4 separate regions of the Mus musculus genome follow, and all the other regions are linked to region 1. Evidence: chromatin contacts called from public promoter capture Hi-C data. All regions are on one chromosome and are shown on one strand. The core of a region is the stretch at or near the end of the contact, and the rest is flanking DNA. Distances in the headings are between cores, read along the strand shown.

What was found. Promoter capture Hi-C pulls out the DNA fragments that hold promoters and counts their contacts.
Region 2: a promoter capture Hi-C map of pre-B cells shows a contact between it and region 1. The contact joins the promoter of Rps6ka5 here to the promoter of Psmc1 in region 1. A contact is called at or near these places in 6 of 39 promoter capture datasets (the 3T3-L1 cell line, cranial neural crest, erythroid cells and 3 more), 4 of 115 datasets of contacts at active chromatin or transcription factors (bone marrow-derived macrophages, embryonic stem cells, large pre-B cells and 1 more) and 2 of 9 other capture datasets (embryonic stem cells and liver).
Region 3: a promoter capture Hi-C map of pre-B cells shows a contact between it and region 1, with 9 times the contacts expected there. The contact joins the enhancer-like site here to the promoter of Psmc1 in region 1. A contact is called at or near these places in 4 of 39 promoter capture datasets (embryonic stem cells, hippocampal neurons, pre-B cells and 1 more), 7 of 484 Hi-C or Micro-C datasets (B cells, the G1E-ER4 cell line, embryonic stem cells and 2 more), 2 of 115 datasets of contacts at active chromatin or transcription factors (large pre-B cells and memory CD8 T cells) and 1 of 9 other capture datasets (embryonic stem cells).
Region 4: a contact with region 1 is called in a promoter capture Hi-C map of liver, with 2.6 times the contacts expected there. The contact joins the promoter of 3300002A11Rik here to the promoter of Psmc1 in region 1. A contact is called at or near these places in 4 of 39 promoter capture datasets (hippocampal neurons, liver and second pharyngeal arch cranial neural crest), 2 of 484 Hi-C or Micro-C datasets (cortical neurons and palatal mesenchyme) and 4 of 115 datasets of contacts at active chromatin or transcription factors (astrocytes, cardiomyocytes, embryonic hindbrain and 1 more).

What each region holds. Positions count from the first base shown.
Region 1 is chr12:100,107,165-100,112,206 of GRCm38.p6, forward strand. Psmc1 (protease (prosome, macropain) 26S subunit, ATPase 1) reads left to right here and starts at 3,038. Exons shown (of 11, transcript NM_008947.3): 1 at 3,038-3,047. The coding sequence starts at 3,045.
Region 2 is chr12:100,721,311-100,726,781 of GRCm38.p6, forward strand. Rps6ka5 (ribosomal protein S6 kinase, polypeptide 5) reads right to left here and starts at 3,810. Exons shown (of 17, transcript NM_001330702.1): 1 at 3,471-3,810. The coding sequence starts at 3,570.
Region 3 is chr12:100,835,449-100,841,283 of GRCm38.p6, forward strand. It overlaps Dglucy (D-glutamate cyclase), which reads left to right. Exons shown (of 13, transcript NM_145448.5): 4 at 3,052-3,250. Among named protein-coding and RNA genes, the nearest start is that of Gm36572, 55 kb to the right of the region's middle. Within about 2 kb of position 3,948, at least 77 of the 459 cell types and tissues checked have an H3K27ac peak or open chromatin away from gene starts, as enhancers often do. A contact at or near this core is called in B cells, the G1E-ER4 cell line, pre-B cells and 1 more, where this site is marked.
Region 4 is chr12:99,338,331-99,343,723 of GRCm38.p6, forward strand. It overlaps 3300002A11Rik (RIKEN cDNA 3300002A11 gene), which reads left to right and starts at 2,701. Exons shown (of 3, transcript NR_166805.1): 1 at 2,701-2,895. Foxn3 (forkhead box N3) reads right to left here. Exons shown (of 6, transcript NM_183186.2): 3 at 3,092-3,204. RefSeq lists an enhancer at 290-2,941.

The DNA of each region.
Region 1 (5,042 bases), core at 1,788-4,287:
AGTTGAAACCCTTTCAACTAGCTTTCTGAAACACACAGTTCACACACTGAGGTAATGTAGAATGCTTTCTCAACATGTACAAGGCTCGGGGTTTGAGACCCAAAAGAAGAAAAAGTAGCCTATGATAAGATCTTCCAGTGGTTTCTGCCAACACCTGCTATCTAAAGTTAGAACCCACCCCACCATGGCTGCGCAGTCTTTGTCCTGTGTAATTTCCTCTATCATATTTATTATCATATGGCATGCTATGCAATTTATTTACCTGCTTATTACAAAATTCATCAAAATTTTGTTTTCTGCTCGCTCATTACAGTATTCCCATCGCCCTCAGGAGAGCCTGGAGCATGGTGAGTGTCCAGAAACTAGCTATAGCAGTGAGAACGAGAAATCTGAGCTGAGTCATTGACCCAAGTGGCACTCTGACATGGGGCAGAGAGAGGCAAAGCCACAAGATGACCACTGAGATGGGGGAGGGGAGGCTTCGTCTGGCTTGGGTCTCATTGTGGTGACATTACCCAAGATATTCTCATTCAAACCACCACATGTGGCTATTCATAATCTCCACCCTCTCCCTCCCCTCCCCCACCCTCTCCCTCCCCTCCCCCACCTTCTCCCCTCCCCCACCCTCTCCCTCCCCTCCCCCACCTTCTCCCCTCCCCCACCCTCTCCCTCCCCTCCCCTTCTTCTTATCCCCATCCATAACTTCTAAAGCATGCGGCTTCTACTTGAATCAGTGCCCACACCACCTCTCTCTCTCTCTCTCTCTCTCTCTCTCTCCCTCTGTTTTTCTTGAGACTGGGTTTCTCTGTGTAGCCCTGGCTGTCCTGGAACTCACTCCTCGAACTCCGAAATCCACTACCTCTGCCTCCCAAGTGCTGGGATTAAAGGCGTGCACCACCACTGCCCGGCCACACTACCTCTCTTAAGAGGACCCAAGAAATAGAAAATAATAGAACAACAAAAAAAAAAAAAAAAAAAAAACCCACAAAATTTATGTTTACTCCATGACAGATAAGTAAAAGCAAGCTGAGTTATCGAAGTCTCTCCGGATGCTTAGGGAGATGGAAGGTGTGGGTGGAAAAGAGGGAGAGTTCCCTCCACGACTGTGTAGATGGGCAGAAAGGAGATTTTAAAATCACGTGACTGTGGCACTTCTGAACGTTGTCTGTCCCACAGAAGGCAAGTCCTAAGCGTCATCGGTTCTGTGTGTGCCGGCCTCTTAGGGAGCCTCCTGTCCTTTCGGTCATATTTGGGTCACACTCCTAGGCATCCCAAGCAATGCTGGCCTTGAAGCCACTTTTAACACAGACCAGAACCCTTTAAATCTTCCCACTTGTAACTTTTTTGCCTCTGAGACAGAGGCTATGTAGCCCTGGCTAGCCTAGAACTTGCTACGTAGACCAGGCTGGTCTCCAACTCACAGTCCTCATGTCTCTACCCACTCTGGAGCCATTTACAGCTCTCGCCTTCTTACAACTCTCTGCTTCCATCCCCTTCTCCCTCTGTCTCACACTGCTGTCAAACAATCCAGTTGCCGTTCAGCGCCCAATCACACATCTAAACGTTGCTGCCACCGTTGGTCCACCGCCTTTGCCTTCACCACATCTGCTGCTTCTCTGTGCTACCAGTTCATGTCTCCAGCCTCCCAAGAGTAAATTTAACTTCCTCCCTTTACCATCAAAGCAGGCAAGACAAGACCAAAGGAAGTCTTTTATTGAGCCTCATGTTACAACATCCAGGGAGGCAGCAATGGAGTGTCCTCCAGCCAACTCACCCAGCAAGCTTGGAGCAGCCTGTATATATAGCAAGATAAAGATTCAGATAACCATAGCACACGTGGGTATTGATGAAGGTTTGTGTTGGCACCAGTCACCTTGTCCCTTTAACCTTCACCTTACAACACACAGTTTCTGTCTGCTGGACCATCAGGGGAAATAGCCCCACCTGGGCTAGGTAGAAATGATGGCAGGGTCTTCTGAAATTCATTGAATGATAGCAAAAGGTCTGATACAAGGTGTTGGGAACGGCTAAGGCCATCAACTGGGATTGTGTATAGTTCTCAGTGTGTCTGTGGAGTACTCAAAATAGCCAGGTCCTTCGGGCTGTTTGACTAACCAGTTCTTTTGTTCAAAGTAGCTGTTAATTAGGGAGTCAGATTTCCTATCCCTCAAACTCTTACTTAGGAATAGGAACACAAAGAGTACTTACATGGACAAGCTAAAGAATTTATCGTTAACATTAATAACACTAATTAATAACAATGTGTAACACCTGCCTGGGGCCCCAAGCCCCAGTTTGTGTCCCTCCTCAGTGATACTTGGACTCTCTCCACATTCAGTGTCCTGTCTTTTTTTTTTTTTTAATTTTTAATTACTTTGTTTATGTTTACATGTATGAGTTTGCACATCACGTGCTTACAGGTGCCCTGAATGGTTGTTAGTTGCCATGTGGGTCCCCTGCTCTTCACTGCTGAGCCCTCTCTCCAGCGCCTCAAGGGTAATTTTAACACAGTATTAGCCACCATCATCAGTCCCTTGTCATCAGAGGGAAGAAAAAAAAAAAAAGCACACATTTAGATCTCTTTCGGCAAAGAACTATTTTCAAGAGAGCTACAAAGTTCAGAAACTAAAGAAGATCATAAATGCTGTGTACACATCAACTTCTCAGTCCCAAGCGCCATTCCTGCCTGACATAAATACTTCTTCCCAATTATAATTTTGCATCCTTTTAAATTTCTAAAATTTTCATATTTTCCCCAAGTCTCCAACGTCCAAGATCATTGTCTTAAGTTACTGACAAAAGCCCAAGATCAGCTACTTAGAATTCCCTCGAGTAAACTATTTTAAGTGCCCACATGTTTAACCAATCCTTGTACCAAACCGCCGAAATAAGCCCTTCGTGCTCAACTTCGCCCGTGAGGAAGTTGGTCCCGATAGGCTTCCGTAGCCTGTTTTTTTTTTTTTTTTTTAAAGTTACTTCCGTTCTGTCCGGGTCGCTTTGGTGGATGCACTTCCGGCGGTGGCGATTTGGAGGACTGAAGGAAGATGGTGAGTGACTAAGGGTTTCGGCTGGTCGTCTCAAACATCCATGCGCCCCAAGGCGGGAGGACGAGGCGATGTGACGCTCGGGTTCATCGCGGGTCGGAGCGGATCTCACTCCCTGGCGGACGCGGGCAGGATGCACGGCGCCCAGGGAGAGACCGGGCTGTGAACCGCTCGAGTAGGCAGGCGCTGAAGGGCTGAAGCCGAGTGGGACAGCCCGGCCGACGCTGGGGACAGCGGCTGAGCCGCAGAGCCAGCGTAGTGTTTCTCCGCAGACGGCTCAGCGCTCTCCGGTTTGGTTGGTTGAGCCGGATTCAGATGTAGGCACGGAGGTTACCGGGCGAGCACGGTTGATGATGGCGCTTCCGTTCTAGAGCAGGGAGACAATAAATATGTCAGGGAACAGGACCGGGCCAGATCGTTACGTAGCTGTGTTGTAAGAAGGTGGCTGGTTTTGTTAGGGTATCAGCGAAGGACCCTTCGTGGATGTGAAATCTAAATCGAGGCCTAAATTAAGGTTGTAAGGGAGTAATCTGTACTGATAGCTGAGCGAAGCCCGGGCAGGGCAGAGGGTCAGGAAATGCAAAAGGAGGCAACCCTGAAGTCCGCCCGAATCATGAGCTGCCAGGCCAATGCATCTGAATGTAGGTGAAGGCCAGAGCACACAAAGGACCGGTGATGACTTTGAAAAGTATCCCAAGCCGGGCGGTGGTGGCGCACGACTTTAATCCCAGCACTCGAGAGGCAGAGGCAGGTGGATTTCTGAGTTCGAGGTCATCCTGGTCTACAGAGTGAGTCCCAGCACAGCCAAAGTTACACAGAGAAACCCTGTCTCGGAAAAGCAAACAAACAAACAAACAAACAAAAAGTATCCCGAACATGCGCCAGGCATTTCCCCAGAGTTGTTCTTACTTCTTAGAACAACCCCGAAGATTATTATTAATGTCCCCATTTTAATGAGGAAACAGAAATACAGCCAGTGACCATTGGTGGGGCACAAATCCTTTCTTTTCTAGAGCAGTTGAGAAACCCTCTGGGTTTGAGAGACAGCAGAACTTAGTGTGATTTCTGTCTAACAAGCTTTGTGACAATATACAGGGCCGTTAACCTCCCTGGACCTTGGTCCTTTTATCTGCCTGTGTATCAAGGGGGCTTTGAGAATCAAGCGGCTCAGGGGTAAAGAACACCTGCTGCACTTTGAGAGAACCCACGTTTGGTTCCCGGCACCCATGCATGCCAGCAGGCTCCAGAATGGTCTGTAACTCCAGCTCTGAGTAGGTCCGAGCCTTGCGTGTGGTCGAATGTGCTTTATGCTTGGCATCATTTCTGAGGTGGTTTTGTCCTGGTACTGAAGCCACCAGTGTTGTAGTGAGAGGTGCTTCCCTAGGGTGGTGAATCAGTGAGTCCACTGTTACTCCTGTTTCAAGCTCCACTGTTGGGCAGATGGGATGGCACTCGACATGAAGCCTGGCAGCTTGAGTTGACTCCAGGACCCACAAGGCAGAAGGAAAGAATCCCTGGAAGTCGCCCTCTGGCTTCCTCTCGAGTGCCCCGGCATGCGGGCACAGACCCACACGTACACTAAACCACATATCTTTGCACAGGAATTTAAAGGACCACCATTTAAGGCATCGCCCAGTGTTAAGCATTGTTTTAAAGTCAGAAATCCCGATGAGCTTTTCATGCGTTTTAAGATGACAGCTTTTCAGATCGGGAAGGAAGTCTTGTCTGGGTCCCAGGCTGTCAGGATAGGAGCTTGGTAGGTTGCTGCTGAAAGTCTTCTGGGTCCTGTGGATCTCTGGAGAGAGTAAATGACCATGCGTGGCGAGTCTCTTTTCACAGTCGGGGAGGTAACTGACATTAGAGGGTGGCAAGTCTGAACCTCCCGGTTGAGAGGGGTGCTCTCTGGCTGCCAGCTTTCTTACTGGCTCCTCATTGTCGCATGGCTCTTGGTTCTAAGAGGCAAGTAATGTCTACACAGTAAGTGCATACCTGGGAGCC
Region 2 (5,471 bases), core at 2,560-5,059, 610 kb after region 1:
CTAATGTTAACTGAATGAGCCAAAAGCAGACACCTGATCAAAACTAAGCCAATAAAGTCAATAAATTCTCTCAGAATTTAACTGAAACTGACAAAAGGATGGTGTCTGTAGAACTTTAATCCTGTCCATTTTCTACCTCCTGGGAGGAACCTGGACAGCAGTGAAAAAAACTTGGCATATGGACTAGGAGAGATTTAAGACACAGGAGCGGCAATGCGAGTGTCTGGTGCTAGTGATTCCTCAGCCTTCCCAGTGGAGAAGCCACGTTATTAACCACAGCATGTAAGACAGCACTCAGTATATAAGAGGTGACAAAATATTTGTTGAATAAACGAGTGGGTAAAATAATTTCCATTTTTCCACTAGTGTTCAACAAAGTTACATCTGACTATTTAAAGGCTAATGGCTTTAATCTTTCTTTTGTTGCATTTATACATTTTATTTATATTATTATACTTAAGAAATAATATATCCTGATTATTAGTTTATATGGTCTCTTCCTTTACAGTTGGACACAGAATATTTTCTTTGGTATCTTCAATACCAGAAAACAGAAAATACTCAAGAATTTATGTTTAATTGATTTGCTTAATCTTGAATTCTGTACTCTTCAGCTTTTATAGCCGCTGCCATCAATTTATCAAGACCTGACATCTGCAAACCTTGCCCTTATTTTTCATCCAAAACTGAATTCACTCAACAAATATCTGAACATCTACCACACGCCACAGGCTACAAATAGACAAAAAAAGTCTCTGCCCTCAAGGGCCTTACTTACTACCTGACACAGACAGACTGTGTGTTTGGGGACATGGATGTCTGGGGTGCATGTATGAGTGTATGAGCACACACATGCCACCACATCCATCCTTACCTTCCATTTTGTTTAAGACAGGGCTCTTTTGTTCTTCAGCACTGTGTGTACCAAGCTAGCTGACGTACAAGCTTCCAGAGACTCTTCTGTCTTTTCCAGCTCTCACGGTGCCATACAAGCACTGGGATGACAGATACACACTACTAAACCAGCTTCTGTGTAGGCCCAAAGGATTCAAACTCAGGACTTCACACTACATGGCAAGTACTCTATCCCAAAGAGCCATCTTTTCAACCCCAGGCAAATGAATTATTGTACTACTGTGTGTTGTGATGGGCAAGATAAATACAAGCTATTCAATAGCAACACAGATTACAAGGAGTTTACACTCTGCTTGAGAAGGCAAAGACACATATGATAATGCTAACCACCCAATGACTTAGTTCGTTTCCCAGCTACACTAGATTAATTCGTATGTTTTACAATAAGATCTGATTGTGGAATTATTTTTTAAATTTTCATTCAATAAATATTTCCTACTATGTGCCAAGTAACCTGATTAACATTTTTCCAGTAGTGTCTCATTCAATGTCCACATTTTACAGATGAAAGGAGTAAGCCTGAAAGAATGCAGTGATTTCCCAAGTCTATACACCCAGCTAAGTGGCAGAGCTAGTATTCATCATCACGTCTTCCAACTCCATGTCCGGGTATGCCATACTATTCAGTCTCCATAATGGAGCCATTTCCACGCCCTTATACTGGGTTTCTAATTCAATTATCATTTGTCCTATGGTATTCAATATAGCCACCAGCTACCACACTGCTCTAGCTCCTATCAGAGCAACATGTGCTAAGAGGAGCCCAGCTGGCTGGTGACGGAGGAGTTACTCTTTCAAGTTATATTTTAACAGTGTTTTTGACCATTACATCTGATCAGTTGTCCACGTGCTTAGCAATACATTTAAATGGCCGTTCCTGTCCTTTTTACTACATTACTAGTGAGTTCAGTGCAGTCTCGTCATCCATCAGAAGAATTTCTAAATGCAAACTTGATGATTCACACACAGTTAGTTGACAAAGGGAAATAAAACAGCGCTCATTGTTTTCTACAGAGTTAGCATTGTTTGCAAAATCCAGAAACTGAGCAGTTGGCTGACTACTAACAAGTAGGTTGCCCCTTGGTCTTTGAGCAAAAGACTGCTTGCTGTATCATGATCAATGGCTGAGCATAGAAGACTTCAAGCAGCATTTGTTGTACTGTATGATTCCACACACTTACAGCAAGGAATCATTATGTAAGATGGGGGGGAGGTGGACCAAAATCCTTACTCTAGAAAATGTGACACTGCTCCTGGTGTAAACTGGGCATTAACACTACATACATGTATACTGAGAAAAATGGCTTAAAATCCCGTTGAAAACATCACTTTTTGATAACATTTGGAGTGAAGATCTCAACCAAGGGAATCTACACTGTTTATGTGAGGAATTCAAAAATACTATGGAATAACTGGGTCAGGATACATTATAGAGTCAGAACCATCAAAACTGCAGTGCTTATACTGATAAATGAGAAGGCATGAATTTACATCTTATACTAAGTCATAAGACTGGCACCAAAGATACTAATGGGCAATCAAGAATTGTGGGTTGTAGTTAACTTTATCCATCTGTTTCAATCTGTTCCAAACAGCAGCAAGGTGGACCCGCTTTCTACCTGAAACCTGCCATTTGCCATTTGTGTCTACTTAATATAATGTGCCAAAGACTTAAGTGTCAAAAATCTTAAAACCACTGACACTAATAACTATCGATCCACTCTAACACATTCTCCATGCAGAAATGATAGTGTAAGGGGAGACCTGACTCCATGGGGCTGGGGAGACCCAAACTTTACCAATTGGTCCAGATAAGAATTTTCCAAAACAAACCCCGGAATTACACAATGAAAAAGCAAAAGTAAAAAGCTTAGCACACGGAGCTTTACTGATCTCCAGCACAGGGGATGCAAGCACTTAAGTCGCCTAGTGAAGCCTTTCACCCAAAACTTTACATTTATAGAGGCTGCTTGCCAAAAGACCTGGCAAATTTCAGAGAGTATAGTACTTCACGATAACTCTGAGAGAAAGGACTTAATTCCAGAGGACCACGAAGCCTTTTTCCTTCACCAGAGACTAACCGAGAACCAATACCCCTCTCGCAGGATCGCTGTCCCTTAGGGATGGTACAGACATACATACACACACAAACACACACACTCCCCTCACACCTGAACCATCCCAGGCAGAGGTGCAGGGTAAAGTGAGTTCAAGCTTCAAGCTCCATCACACACAGCTCCACACAGCTCACCTCTTGAGGGAAAGAGTACCTTTCCCTCGAGACAGCGTGTAGTGACAGATATGTCACCTATGCAGGAAAGGGGGCATAAAGGCATCTTCCCAGGCTGGGTCGGAAACTGGGGGCCCAGCAGGAGCAAACTTTCCTCTCCGTGCCCAGAGCCTCCCAGGACCCCCGGACTATTCCCCGCCCGCGAAGCCCCGCCCCGGGCCCGTCCCCCCCAGCCCGCGCCCCTTTTGGCCTGTGCGCGCACCCATGCCGGCTCTCAGGCGCGCCTCCGCGGCTGGCCCGGCCAGCAGAGGGCGGGGTCGCTCACCGGTCCGCAGCTCGTGCTTGACAGTAAGGAGCTGCTCGCCGCCGTCGCCGCTGTCCCCGCTGGTGCCCGCGCCGCCGCTGCCGCCGCCCTCCCCCTCCATCTTCACCCTCTTTCCGATCGCGCGGGTCGCTCTTAGGGGAACCTGATGGGACAGCAGACGCCCCGTCTCTCCACAGCTCCAGGAGCCGAGCTGCCGCAGCGCCACAACTCCGACACTGAGGCGAGTCTCTTTCCCGCTCTGGCCGTGCAGCTCCTCCGCCTCCTCCCCTCAGCGGGCACCGCTAGTACGGCACAACCCCGCGCCCTGCGCCTCCACCTCCTCCTCCAGGCCGCTCCTCCCACAGCCAGCCCAGGAGACAGCCCTGAGCCACCAGCGCTATTGGGCGCAGCGCGCGCGCGTCTGCCAGCGCCCGTTCCCATTGGGCGGCTAGTCCTGACGTTTCAGGAGCCGCCCCGCCCCGCTGCTCGAATTGTTGTTGCTTGGCGGGGAGGCAGGAGAGGGAGGAGCGCGAACGCTCCGATTGGCAAGACCCACGGAATGCCCCACCTACTCGCTTTGGTGCGCACGCGCAGGCAGGCCTTCCCTCTCCTGACCTCCCCAGAATGGTCACACCCCTTATTCCCAGCTTCGATCTGTTAGTAAACAGTATCTAGTAGTCAGGAGGCGCTCCGGACCTCTGATTGGCTACTGCGGAAAGAGGCGGGGAAAGACGATTGGACCGCTTGGTCCGCCAATCACAGTGGACAAAGGAGGGTCCTGGAGGGAAGCACTTGTCACCCACGTGTTTGCGCTCGCGCGCGTCTGAGGGTCCTAGGGAACGGCCCACAAATGTGTGACTGTCTGGAAGATGGCATGTCTTCGAATGATACTATTCTCTGTAGCACTAAATAAATTAAATGAATTTTGTGTTTAAATACAGGTAGGAGCCGGCAAGATGGTTCCGTGGGTAAAAGTGCTTGCGGCCAGACGTGGACAACCACAGTGCAGTTCCCATATAATGAAAAAGAACTAACATGTTGACCTCCGACCTCCACACAAGCTTTAATTAAGGGCATGTATCGCTCACACAAGGCAAAACTAAATTACGTTTAAAAATTAAATACAGGTAGCTCCTATACACAAAAAGTCAAGGTTCTGGCTCCGGATGAGAAATCTGAAATAATAACTTGTGGAGGTGGGGAGTGTAGCTCAGCCTAGCCTTGACCCCCTGGTACGTCTAGCACCACCTCCCAGTGCTGGAATTCGCAGTATGTGCCACCATGCCTTGCTTATGACATGCGGGAGATTGAACTCTCCAGCTTTATGAATGCTAGGCGAGCAGTCTACCAGTTAAACTACATCCTCATCCCAATTTTTCATGTTTAAGAAACTCAAAGAGTGTGGTGAATCATAAAATAAGATTCAATTTCTGCTCCTGAAAAGCTATTAACGGAACTCGAGAGATGGGCAACTTGTATACAGGCACAGGAAACTATAAAGAATTTAAACAAAACTGTGAACCAGTATTAAGCATTAGAGAATGGCACAGATGGCAACGATTATTCTCAAGGCTTTTAGGGCAAGGAGAAAATCTGGATAGCCAATTTAAAGGGCAAGTAAGACAAAACTGGAGACATTTCACACAGAGGTAAGCTGTGAGCCTAGGTCTAGAGGAGATCAAATGCTGGTGACCTAAGTAACAGGTAGGCTAAATGAAGTGTAAGGGAAACAGCTGTATAGGAAAGATGAGTGTATCTTTATTTTCCTTCTTGGAAAAAAAAAAACAAAAAAACAAAACAAACAAACAAAAAAAAAAACCAAAACAAAAAAACCCAAAACAAAACAAAAACACCTGACAGAAGCATTCTAAAGAAAGAACAGGTGTGGTGGCACTGACCTTTAATCCCAGCACTCAGGAGGCAGAGGCAGGCAGATCTCTGTGAATTCAAAGCCAGCCTTGTCTACATATCGAGTTCTAGGATAGTCAGGGCTACACAGAGAAACCTTTTCTTAAAAACACT
Region 3 (5,835 bases), core at 2,698-5,197, 730 kb after region 1:
AACCTCACAGGACCACTGCTCACAGAAGCAAACTGCCCTCTCTACCTTTCCTACTTCATATGCTCTCCTCCAACCCCACACTTGTCCCTGCCCCTGCCCCTGCCCCCGCCCCCGCCCCCGCCCCCACCCCGCCCCTGCCCTTGCCTCTGCTCCAAGCCTGGAGAAATTCTGTAGTCTACATCTTAGTTTCATTTCCTATTGGCATGATAAAATACCCAGACAAAAGCAGTTAAGCCGAAAAGGGTTTATTTTAGCTCAGGATTACTGGCAGGGGGTGGGGGGGGTCAGGGGTGGAAGATGGAGGTGACGGGAACTTGAAACAGCCGGTAACATTATAACCATAGTCAAGAGAAGAGGTCAGGTATTATTGTTGCTGTTGCTTTGTTTGTTTTGTTTTGTTTGTTTGTTTGATATAGGATCTCATTATGTACCCTTAGTTGGCTTGGAGCTAACTATGTAGACTAGGTTGGCCTTGAACTCATAGAAGTCTACCTGCCTCTGCCACCTGGGATTAAAGGTATGCACTAACCATGCCTGGCCCAAGAGCAATACACAAATGCATGAATGCCAGTGCGAATGCCCGTGCTCAGCTCTCCTGCTCTCTCCACTCTTATACAGTTTAGGACCCCCTTGCCTAGGGAATGGTGCCACCCACAGGAGATGCATCCTCCCACCTCAATTCATCAATGCAATCTCCCAAAGACATTCTTACAGGCCAGCCTGAGACTCTCTTTCCACATGATTCTAGATAGTATCAAAATGATGATTAAAATTAACCATGACAGGCACTGCCACCTGTCGCTTTATCACTCCTACCAGAAAACCCTTGCACAGGATTAAGAACAATGCTCGAATCACTAACCCCCAGAAGAAAATACCATTCATATTGTGCATGTTTGCCTACAGCAGACATCCCCCTTAGCTCCCATTCACTCTCCACAAGTTTCAGTTACCCGATGGGTGACCAATGTCTAAAATTATTGCATGGGAAATTCCAGGAATAAATAGCTCAATGTTTTAAATAACTTTTATTATAGTATATAATTATAATTACTATGCATCTCTGGTTTATAAAGGAAATGTCAGGTGTAGAAATACAGGGGACAATAACATATACAGGGGATGGGGCTAGCCAGTGTCAGTCATCCACTGGAGATACTAGATGTATTTTCACACATAAAGGGTGAGCACTGCATAACAAGCCTCTTAGGTGGCTCTGGGAACCCTGCCTCTTTGCCTCTCCACTATGCCCTCGCTTCATAGCTTCAGCTCCCATTGTCTTTGACCTAGACTTTAAGACACTGTAACTCTCCTTATCTTCCTCCTGCTCTCTCCTCCATCTGACCATCTTCTGCTCACCCACAAAAGTGGCCTTTTCTAAGTCTGCATCTGATCATGTGACTCTACTCTTTAAAAGTTTCCAAGGCCAGCCAGCCTGTGGCCTGTACCTTAGCCCCATCTCAAGACTAGTGGTGACCCGGCCCCAGCTCAGCTTCTTCCTGATACTCAGGTCACACACACACCCCTCCCCAAGCTCTCTTCCTAGACAGAAGGCTTCCCATTATCATTCTGTAGGTGCAAGGATGAGGGGACCCCTCAAAAAGACGTTACTAGGGCCTGAGCTGGTACTTACTGTGTGGTCAGCTTGAGTCTCCTGGTGCAGACCTCCCTTGGCTCATATACTCGGTGCCTTCACACTTAGCACATTCTGCCTAGGTGTCCTTCCCTTCTCATCCAACCTGTGGACTCCTACTTATGCCTTAAGACCCAACTCCTCCCCCTTCATGGGTCATAGCATTCCAACACTATGAAGAAACACCCAAGGCACACATCTTAAAGAAGGAAGGGTTTGTTTGGTTTGCTGGTTTGGAGGTCTCAGTCTATGGTTGAGTGGCTACAGCTTGGGCCTGTGGCAAAGCAGAACATTATAGCAGGGGAGATGGAGTGGAGCCAAGCTACTCAGGAAGCAGAGAGAGAGGATGGCGAAGTAACATCCTCATCTTAAAAGCGGATATACCCGATGACCTAACTTCCTCTTACTAGTTCCCACCTCTTAAAGGTGCATAGCTGCCACCACCACCACCACAAGCTGGGATGGTGCATTCAGTCTATGGGCCTCTAGGGGAGACTTGAGATCCAAAGTAGAGCAGTAGAGGAGGAGGGTGCCTCATTGCTCTGTGTTTCTCCCTATCCAGACACTTGCTGCTCCATGGAGCTGGTGTCTGAATGTGGAGTCACACCCTGGCCATCCCTACAACCCATCCCCTGGCACATGGCTGGAAAGGAGGAATAACCCAGCAATGATTTGGGGTGAACAGGGTTGAGGCTCGTACCACATAAGGCTTTCAGCCTCATGGGAGAGGACACCAAAGTTTCTCTGGGTCCAACAGCATCTCCCTGTTGCAGAAAGTCCACCATTGTTTTATTCTTGTGGGTCTGACTGGTCTCACATTGAGGTTCAGGAAATGGGATGGGGTGGGACCCACAGGTTATGCTATGCACACATTGATTCAGTGGTTCTGGTTTGGTCATGCTTCAGGAACACCAGCAAAGCCCCGACTTGAAAACCAAGCGCTCCCCAGTGTAGAGAGCTCTAGACGTGTCAGTATCAGAGAGTCCCTCCTCTGCCTTTTTCTCCTCCTCCTCCTCCTCCTTCTTTTAAAGATTTATTTATTTAATGTATATGAGTACACTGTAGCTGTCTTCAGATACACCAGAAGAGGACGTCAGCTCACATTGCAGATGGTTGTGAGCCACCATGTGGTTGCTGGGAATTGAACTCAGAATCTTTGGAAGAGCAGTCAGTGCTCTTAACCACTCTCCAGCCCCTCTCTGACCTTCTAATAAACACAGTATTGGCCGAGTGGGCACGGTGGTACACCCTGTGGAGGCAGAGGCAGATGAATCTCCATGAGTTTGGAGTCAGCCCAGTCTACAGAGCAAGTTCCAGAATAGCCAGGGCTGTTACATAAAGAAACCCTGTCTCTAAAAACAAAAACAAAAACAAAAAAAGCGCCTCAGGGGCCTGTGAGCACTTCTTTGTGTCCCTAGGACCATCTGTCCACAGTTGCAGAAATACAAGTTTGGCACCTGCACAGGCATCCTGACCTCACTGGAAGAGCACTCAGAACAACTAAAAGAAATGGTGACCTTCATCATAGACTGCAGCTTCTCCATAGAAGAGGCCTTGGAGCAGGCAGGGATCCCCAGAAGAGACCTAACAGGTCCCAGCCATGCAGGAGCATACAAGGTAAGGCCATGCCCCTGGGCAAAACAGCTTGAAAATGTGGATGGACTCTGTAGTTTCCGATGGTGGAGAGAATGTTGGTTCAGGGATCAGAAGCCCTAAGGTCAGCCCTAGCTCAGTCGCCCTCCCAGGTAAAACCATTACCCTCTGAGTCAGTCTCTCTCCCACCTGCCTCTGATATGGCTGTGCAATGTCAATCAAAGTCATTTGGACATTTGGAGAGAGAGAGAGGGCATGTATATATGAATGTATGTTCAGGCTAAAGGTCAACTAGTACTCTTCGGGAGCAGAACACATTGTTTTCTGCTAAGTTACACTTATTTGGGGAAGGGGTGATTTTGGTAGTGCAATGTTTGTGTGGAGATTGGATGGCAACTTATGGAAATCAGTTCTCTCCTTCTGCCTCTGCCTCGTGGGGCTTGGGAATCAAATTCAAGTCACCAGGCACGGCAGCAAGTGCCTTTATCTGATGAGTCTTTTCACTGGCCCCACCGTGGAGTTGGAGACAAGACCTCTTACTGGGATTCACTGATTAAGGGTAGGCTCTCTGCCAGAGAGCCCTGGGGATGCTCTTGTCTCTATCTCCCAGTGCTAGAATTACAAGCACAGGGTGTCACCATGGCCAGTTTTGATGTGAGCACAGAGTGTTAACGGCAGAAGGGTGGCCTCTCCTGGGACACGCCTGCTGTTAGGGACTGTCCCTGTGGCCGAGTTGATGCACTTCTCTTCCTGCTGAAACCAGTCACGTGGGGAAGAGTGGCGCCCTTCCTCCTCTGCCTCCTTCCCAGATGCTGTTGGGACAAGTCTGAGCACTCTGGCTGATCAGCAGTCTCCAGGCCTCCCTGTGCACAAGACCAGCCTCCAGACTTCCCTGCTCACAGTGGCTGGACTTTTTTCATCTTGAGCGCTGTTTGTCACAGTGTCCCTCCCCACTTTGACTCCTGCCAAAGAGGCTTGGACTGCGTCAGGTCCCTGCAGTTCTGTAGTAACCTTCGAGGCACAAAAGATTGGGTTGATGAGATTGGCTATACAGAGAAACCCTGTCTCGAAAAAACCAAAAAAAAAAAAAAAAAAAAAAAAAAGCTTTGTACAGAGGCACAGACGTCCATATATGTTCACCAAAGCCTGTCAATTATCCATGACACGTCACTGCCCCCTCTCCCCACAGCTGCCATACAGTTTTGTCTGTAACAACTCACCCCACTGCCCTTAGGCCCTGAGAGAGATGGCTCTTACAGCCACCTTGAATTTGACTGATGGCCTGGATAGATGGCCCATCCTAAACAGAGGTGTCTCAGTCCCCAGGAGCCCTGCCTGGCTTTGTGAGTGGCCTACATGTGCCTTTGCTCTGTCCCAGGTGCTGTCATACAGACACTGGGCTGGCAGCACAGCAGAGCCTCATCTTACAGTTGCCAGGGTGGTAACAGCCAGTTAAGTGGCAGCCAAGGTCGTCCCAGGGGATCCTGATCCTGGCTGCGTTCTAAGCCTGTCGTAAGCCCCACTGCAGGGGGAGAAGTATACCACCAGTGAAAGTCACCCAGGTCGCCCTGTGCAGAATCTTGGAAGGGAAGACCGGGGCATCCAGGGACAGGCTCATCCTGTGGGATCTAGAAGTAAATCAGGCAGCCGATGTTCCTGGCGCTGTTTGCTTGCTTTTGCCTGATTCTGTCAGAACTTCGCAGCTTCTTGAGGTCCATGGAGAAAGAACATTTAGAGACCCATGAGACTGGGCGAGGAAATTGTTTTTTGGTTTTTTGGGGTGTTTTGTTTTGTTTTGATTTTGAGACAGGGTTTCTCTGTAGCCCTGGCTGTCCTGGAACTCACTCTGTAGACCAGGCTGGCCTTGAACTCAGAAATCTGCCTGCCTCTGTCTCCCAAGTGCTGGGATTAAAGTCGTGAGCCACCATGCCCGCCACTGGGTGGGAAAATTGTGTGTGTGTGTGTGTGTGTGTGTGTGTGTGTGTGTGTGTTATAAACCTCGGCTGAAAGTTAGCATTTCCTTTGGTTCTGACTGTTGGCCACAAAGGGCTGTTGGATCAATATGTCCTGGAATGCTGAGGATGATAAAGTATCTCACAAATAGCATAACACAGTACAGTTCTTGAGAGTTTCAAAACACCCTGTATACTGATACTCCAGTAACAGATCTGCCATTCTGTCCTCCTAGCTGTTAGTGGGAAAGTATAATATTCTTTCTGGGGCTCTGGTAACTACATCTGGACATCAGAAATAGTAGTGGTTTCCTTTGGAACATTTGATTCTCTTCTCTTCCCGTCACCTTTTTGCTGCCCCGTCTGTGTGTTTGTTTTAAGGCAGTCTCTCACTGTGTTACCAGAATCACCTTAAAACTTTCCTTGCAGTCAAGGCTCAAACTCCCCATCTCCTTAGCCTCCCAGGTGCTGGGACAACAGGCAACACACCATCCTGAATTTTCTTTTATGTGGTGAAAACATTATTCTGTCCAGCTTAGATGTGTGCCAGACTGCCAAAGTGATGTTGACAGATTAATAAAGAAAAAAATGAATAAGGCTCCCCCCTCCTGCACCCTAGTTTTGAGTCTCTCACTGTCAACCAGGCTGCAACAGCTC
Region 4 (5,393 bases), core at 1,451-3,950, 770 kb before region 1:
ATTGGAGAAGTTAAAGTCACCCTGGAATAAGGAGAGTTTTTAGTCAGGTAGGCTTAGCCTCCTCCTAAGACGGAGGTAGAGACAGTCCTGTGAAATATAAGCCAAGGAATATCACAGATAACCAGCAAGCCACTAGAACGGGGGAGAGGCTGGGCCAGATCCTCTCCCACAGCTCCCAGAAGAAACCAACCCTGCTAACACCTTGGGCTCATGGGGTGAGAGGCAATTCCTGATGCTGTCTGACTCACTCAGCTGTGGCACTTTGTCAGGGTGGCCTATGTAAATTAATACAATGGCTAACTCACCTGGCTCTTCGAATTTTAGTTAAAAACAGTATTTAGGACAAAAAAAAGAGAGAGAAAACAGGTGTAGGGGAACATTCTAACAAAATCTTGGAAAACAGGCGCAAGCCAACAGACTGCAATGTTTAGCATTCTGTTTGGATGGGAACAAGGTTTGGGGCAGTGTTTTCAGACTCCTGGATTTCCTCACAGAGCTTCCAGCCACCTGCAGCTTAGGCCAGGGCTGCTGCCAAGCACACCTGCAAGGGACAGCATTAGCTGCCCTTCTTGTATAATCACTGTCTTCTCTCACATGCCAAACACCAGCTCTGTGGAAGCCAAACACTACCCAGGTGCCCTTCACAGTGGCTCCACATGGGGCTGACAAGGACCCCTTGAGTCACAGTAGACCTGGCCAGATCAGGTTAACTCAGCATTTTGGTATCTGTTTATGGCTGGCTGTTCCACTTCCGGCCTCCTGGAATTACATCACCAAGTGGCCTGGTACAGAGAAATTCTTCACCAGTTTCGGTGTGAGCTCTCACACCATAGGCTGGCTTCTCAAGCAAACCCTTTCCAAGGCATGGAGAGAGCACCGTGCTCTCTGGATTCAAATCATGAAGATGTGGGCTGGAATCGCCTCACTAGTGATCTGATGGACTTGACATCTAAGCACCTTGATATGGAAGGAGCTGGTTAACTGCAAGGGACAGAACTGGATCTGAAGTGGTCATCTGGAAATCATTTACTGTAAAAGCCCTAGTTCATCTGCATTTTCATGCCCGTGCTAAGACTCTAGAGAAGTCATTAGGTTACAGCCAGCTCACAATACCTCTGGCCTGTGTGTATTCTACTTGCTACCCCCAGAGTTCTATTATAATCCTTCAAATTATTAAATAATTGCAGTGTTTCCCTGGGGGTCACATTTGGCAACAAGGCACTGGCCTAAATGAACCAATGACACGACCCAGTGAATAACACTTACATTTTTAACTTGCTAGAAGCAAACGGGTGTGACATACTTCTAAGGGAGAAACTAGAGAAACTAGTGGGGTGGGCTTGGAAACTGAATATCGACAGTATTGCAATAATTAGTGCCAGGCTCCCCACCAACCCCATAAAAAAGCAACTCTCTAACCCCAATCCCAGCTTCTATTTCAGGAATGGCTACCATCACAAGAAGAGAGGCAGGCATATGGCTCTCCCCTTCTGGACATTCCTACAATGTAGGCTAGGCTGCTCTGGAAAATCCCATCTCTTCCTCCTACAGCTATATGACCTCGAGTTGTCATTTCAAATAAAGTATGCTTCCACTGATTTTTATGAACACAGACAAAAGCAGCTACAACCTTCCTTCCCCCAGCCCCCCAAAAATACCCTTGCGAACCAACTGTAGTTGCTATGTAGGGTTATTTGTTTCTAAGGCAACAGCTTATGTCTAAGTACTAATGGCCTGTCCTTTTGCCAGGCAACAAACAGCCTTGTGATGCAAGTGCACCTGTCTCAGCTACGCGTTACTATGGAGACACTCCAGTTACTATGGCTACCATCACGCTAATCGCCTAGCAAAGGCAGACATACAGCAGTCTTCTCATAGAGCCCAGCTGCTTCTCCCGTCTCTTGCCGGAGACTGATTGTCTAGGGTCTGTGATGGAACGCACAAGAACTTCATTAATGCCACGTTGGAAGGCTCACTCTGTGTGCCCTCCTGCAGAATAAACATCAGAACAGAAAAATCTGCAAGTGGACTGTAAAATTCCCCAGCCTTCTGACACCGGGCCATTCCCAATTAACATAAATGTCTACTCCACTGGCAGTTTCTCTTAACCAGTTAACAAAGGAAATGCTGCTACATGCCTTCTAGAACTTCTTGGTAGGGGACTGGAAAGATGGTTTAGTGATCTAAGAGCACCGGCTGCTCCTCCAGAGGATCCAGGTTCAATTCCTAGCACTGACACAGTGGCTCAAATCGCCTGTAATTCCAGTTCCAGGGGATGCAATGCCCTCTTCTGGCCTCCACAGTCACCAAGCATTCAAATGCTACACAGACATAAATGAAAGTGAAACAGCTGTACACTTAAATAAAGTAATTTTCAAACTTTCTTAGTGGGCCTGATGACAAGCACCGTGAAGAGCTAAGACTCCATCCACAGGTTGAAATCCGGCTCTTTGTTCTGTAAGGCCCTTTCTTCTAACTTAGCACTGACATGCTTTTTAAACTGTGACAATCTACCTAACACCCCTCCCATTGTATATTTGTAAAAATGCACTCATGACCTCAGTCTCATGACAGCCAGACACGTGAGGAGGGAAAGTGGCCATGGTTCTCAAGACAAACACTTAGTAACCACAACAAACCCATCACTCAGGAGCCTGTCGACATGGAAACCGGATGACAACAACCGAGCCTGCCTTCTTTCCACATCTCTAGAGGCAGGCCATGGGAAGGTGGAATCACCTGTGTGCCTCACCGCTCTTATTCCAACAAAGCGTGACCCGCAGAGATAGAAAAGCTGTCCACTTTCCTCTGTAACCGATTCTACCCAGGAAGACGCTATTTACCTACCAGGAGCCCTTCCGGAGCCACACCCGCTCAGTCGGAGCTACAGAAGCGGTAAGCTTCCCAGGAAATGCATAGCCAATGGATGTGCCTCCTCATCAGACTTAATTCTTTTTCCCATTAGTCTGTAGTTATTTTTAAAACATTCATACGGCCTACTAAATTAGTTTTAGAGACTGTCTCTGCTAAAATAACAAAATTCCAGGAGACTTTAAGAAAACAAAAACCCCCGATAGTGCGAGTCACTTACCTTTGATAAGCCTGAGGAGTAGGAGGTGGGTGGTAAGGTGTCTTTTTCAGAGCCTGAATTAGATTTTGTCTATACTCTGGGTCGATGCACCACAATGACCCTTTCCCAATACTCTGCAAAGAAAAATTAAAATGAAAACATATTAATACAGTACAGAGAATTTTGTGGTAGGCAAATACAGGGCTATATTGTAGTTATTCTCCAAAGTTTCCTGTTCATTTGCTAATGATTTCTCAGGCTGACAACAGGACACCATTAAATGCTCTCTGCTCCTCTTTGCCCCGAGTAGATGAGGTCAGATGAACATGTAGCTACCAGATTATGTTGATGCAATAACATGACTGTCAAATCTGAACTACCCCCAACCCAAAATCCCTTATTTCTCAGTATGAATCTGGAGGAATATTCAGACTCGTCCAGAAGTCTCTAACTTGGCTGACGTTCATGGGCGCTGAGAAGACCTTTCGAAGCTCCATCTCTGCTCTAAAAACCCCAGCTGTTTTAAACCACATTATCTTGGCACGATCTTACAAAAATGGAAACGTAATCCACTCATTGTTTTTGGTATCCCGTCCCCCTTGCTCACAAAAGAACATTTATGCTTGGAATGGAATTTATAATTACCTTCCCCTCAGAAACAAAAGACCTGGCAACAATAGCAAACCTAAGCCAGAATTCAAAGTATTTTTTATTTTTATGGGGGGGGGGTGTCCTTCAGTTCACAGCAATCTGCTCTTGTCTCTAGGAATCTTTAGAAGAGGTCACACTTTAAAAGTGTAAATTGGCTAAAACTGTTCCCTGGGGGGAAGGGGGCAGCTTTCCCTGAAGGCCACTTTTGGGCTGGCTGGAGGCAATTGGTCTGAGATCAGCTTTAACAGTGGGTGGGGGTGGGGAACAGCTGCTCTCGCCTGCCCTGCTTTCAACTGGGTCAGTGTACCCAAACCATTTGAGAAGGTCAACAGTAAATATTTACGGATTTGGAACGAAAAGAAGCTAAATGACCTAGTCCCACCCCACCCATGCTTCCTTTGTAATTTCCCTCACTCTCCTCTACAAAGCCTGGTGGTGTCTTCCAACATTGAGAAAAGCAAACATGAAAACCTTTAAACTAACACAGAGAGGCAGCAAATTACAAGGAGATCACATGGAAGGACCACTAAATCTAAGCCATTCCAAAAAAAAAAAATCTTTGAAGAATTTTCCTAGTCTGCATTTCAGTTATCACGTCACCAAGTAGTGTTCTTACAAGCCTTGTGTGTTCACAGCACTCGTAAATAGTTCTCAAGCCTGTGTAACAGCAGCAGGACACCTAGAATGAACCATTCCCAGTGTTCTGGGGTCAGGGCAGTCCTACAAAGTCATTCATGGTCAAAGGCCATACCCAGAACCATGCCGGTCACCTGGTCCCTGGTCCCAGAGCATCTATGCTGAAGATATATCTGTAGGGTTTAATGATCTGGGCAGTCAAAGATCTCAAAGTCATTTATTTCCTTTCCTGTACATGTTTTTAAGTCTGGCATAGTTTGCAGGGTTTGACCAGACTTTCCAAGTAAAGCAGGTTCTACACCCTCTATCTCTTCCTGTGGAGTATGATGCATGGTGTACTTTAAAAAGGTAAGGTGTGGGCAGAGCCGGGAAGACAGTGAGTTACCACACTGAAGTAAAAGAAGCCATCAAAGCACCCACCAAGCTGCAGGTGGGAGGGCTGGCCTGACCTTCTTCATCCAAGGCTCTCAGTTGAGCCCTGAGCCAGGAGACCAGTGCACAGCATGTCCTAAGCTGCAGGGAAGACCATAGCCAAGATGCAATAGAAACACTTCTGCCAGGAGATGGCCCCAGCAGCAGGCGCCTAACTAGGGGCCTTTGTTTTCATCAACATGGCTGTCAAGGAGGCAGGTGGATTTCTGAGTTTGAGGCCAGCCTGGTCTACAGAGTGAGTTCCGGGGACAGCCAGGGCTACACAGAGAAACCCTGTCTCAAAAACAAAACAAAACAAAACAAAACAAAACAAAACAAAACAAAGATAGCTGTCAAGGCAGGGCAGGTTTCATCTTTCACCCACCTGGAACCCCCCCCCCCCAACAAAGCAATCAGGGCCCAACCAGCCTTCCTGGGTGAGCAACTGTAAGCCAAGAATGCGCTCCTCCCAACCCCAACTCAAGTATCCTGTTTATAATGCTGTAATGTTATTTAGAGTGGATAGAATAAAGCCCTGACTGTGCACAATAGTTCCCCAGTAAGAGATCCAGCTGCTGAGTGGAAGGGTGGAGAACCAGAATGGGAAGTCTGGAGCCATCCATGG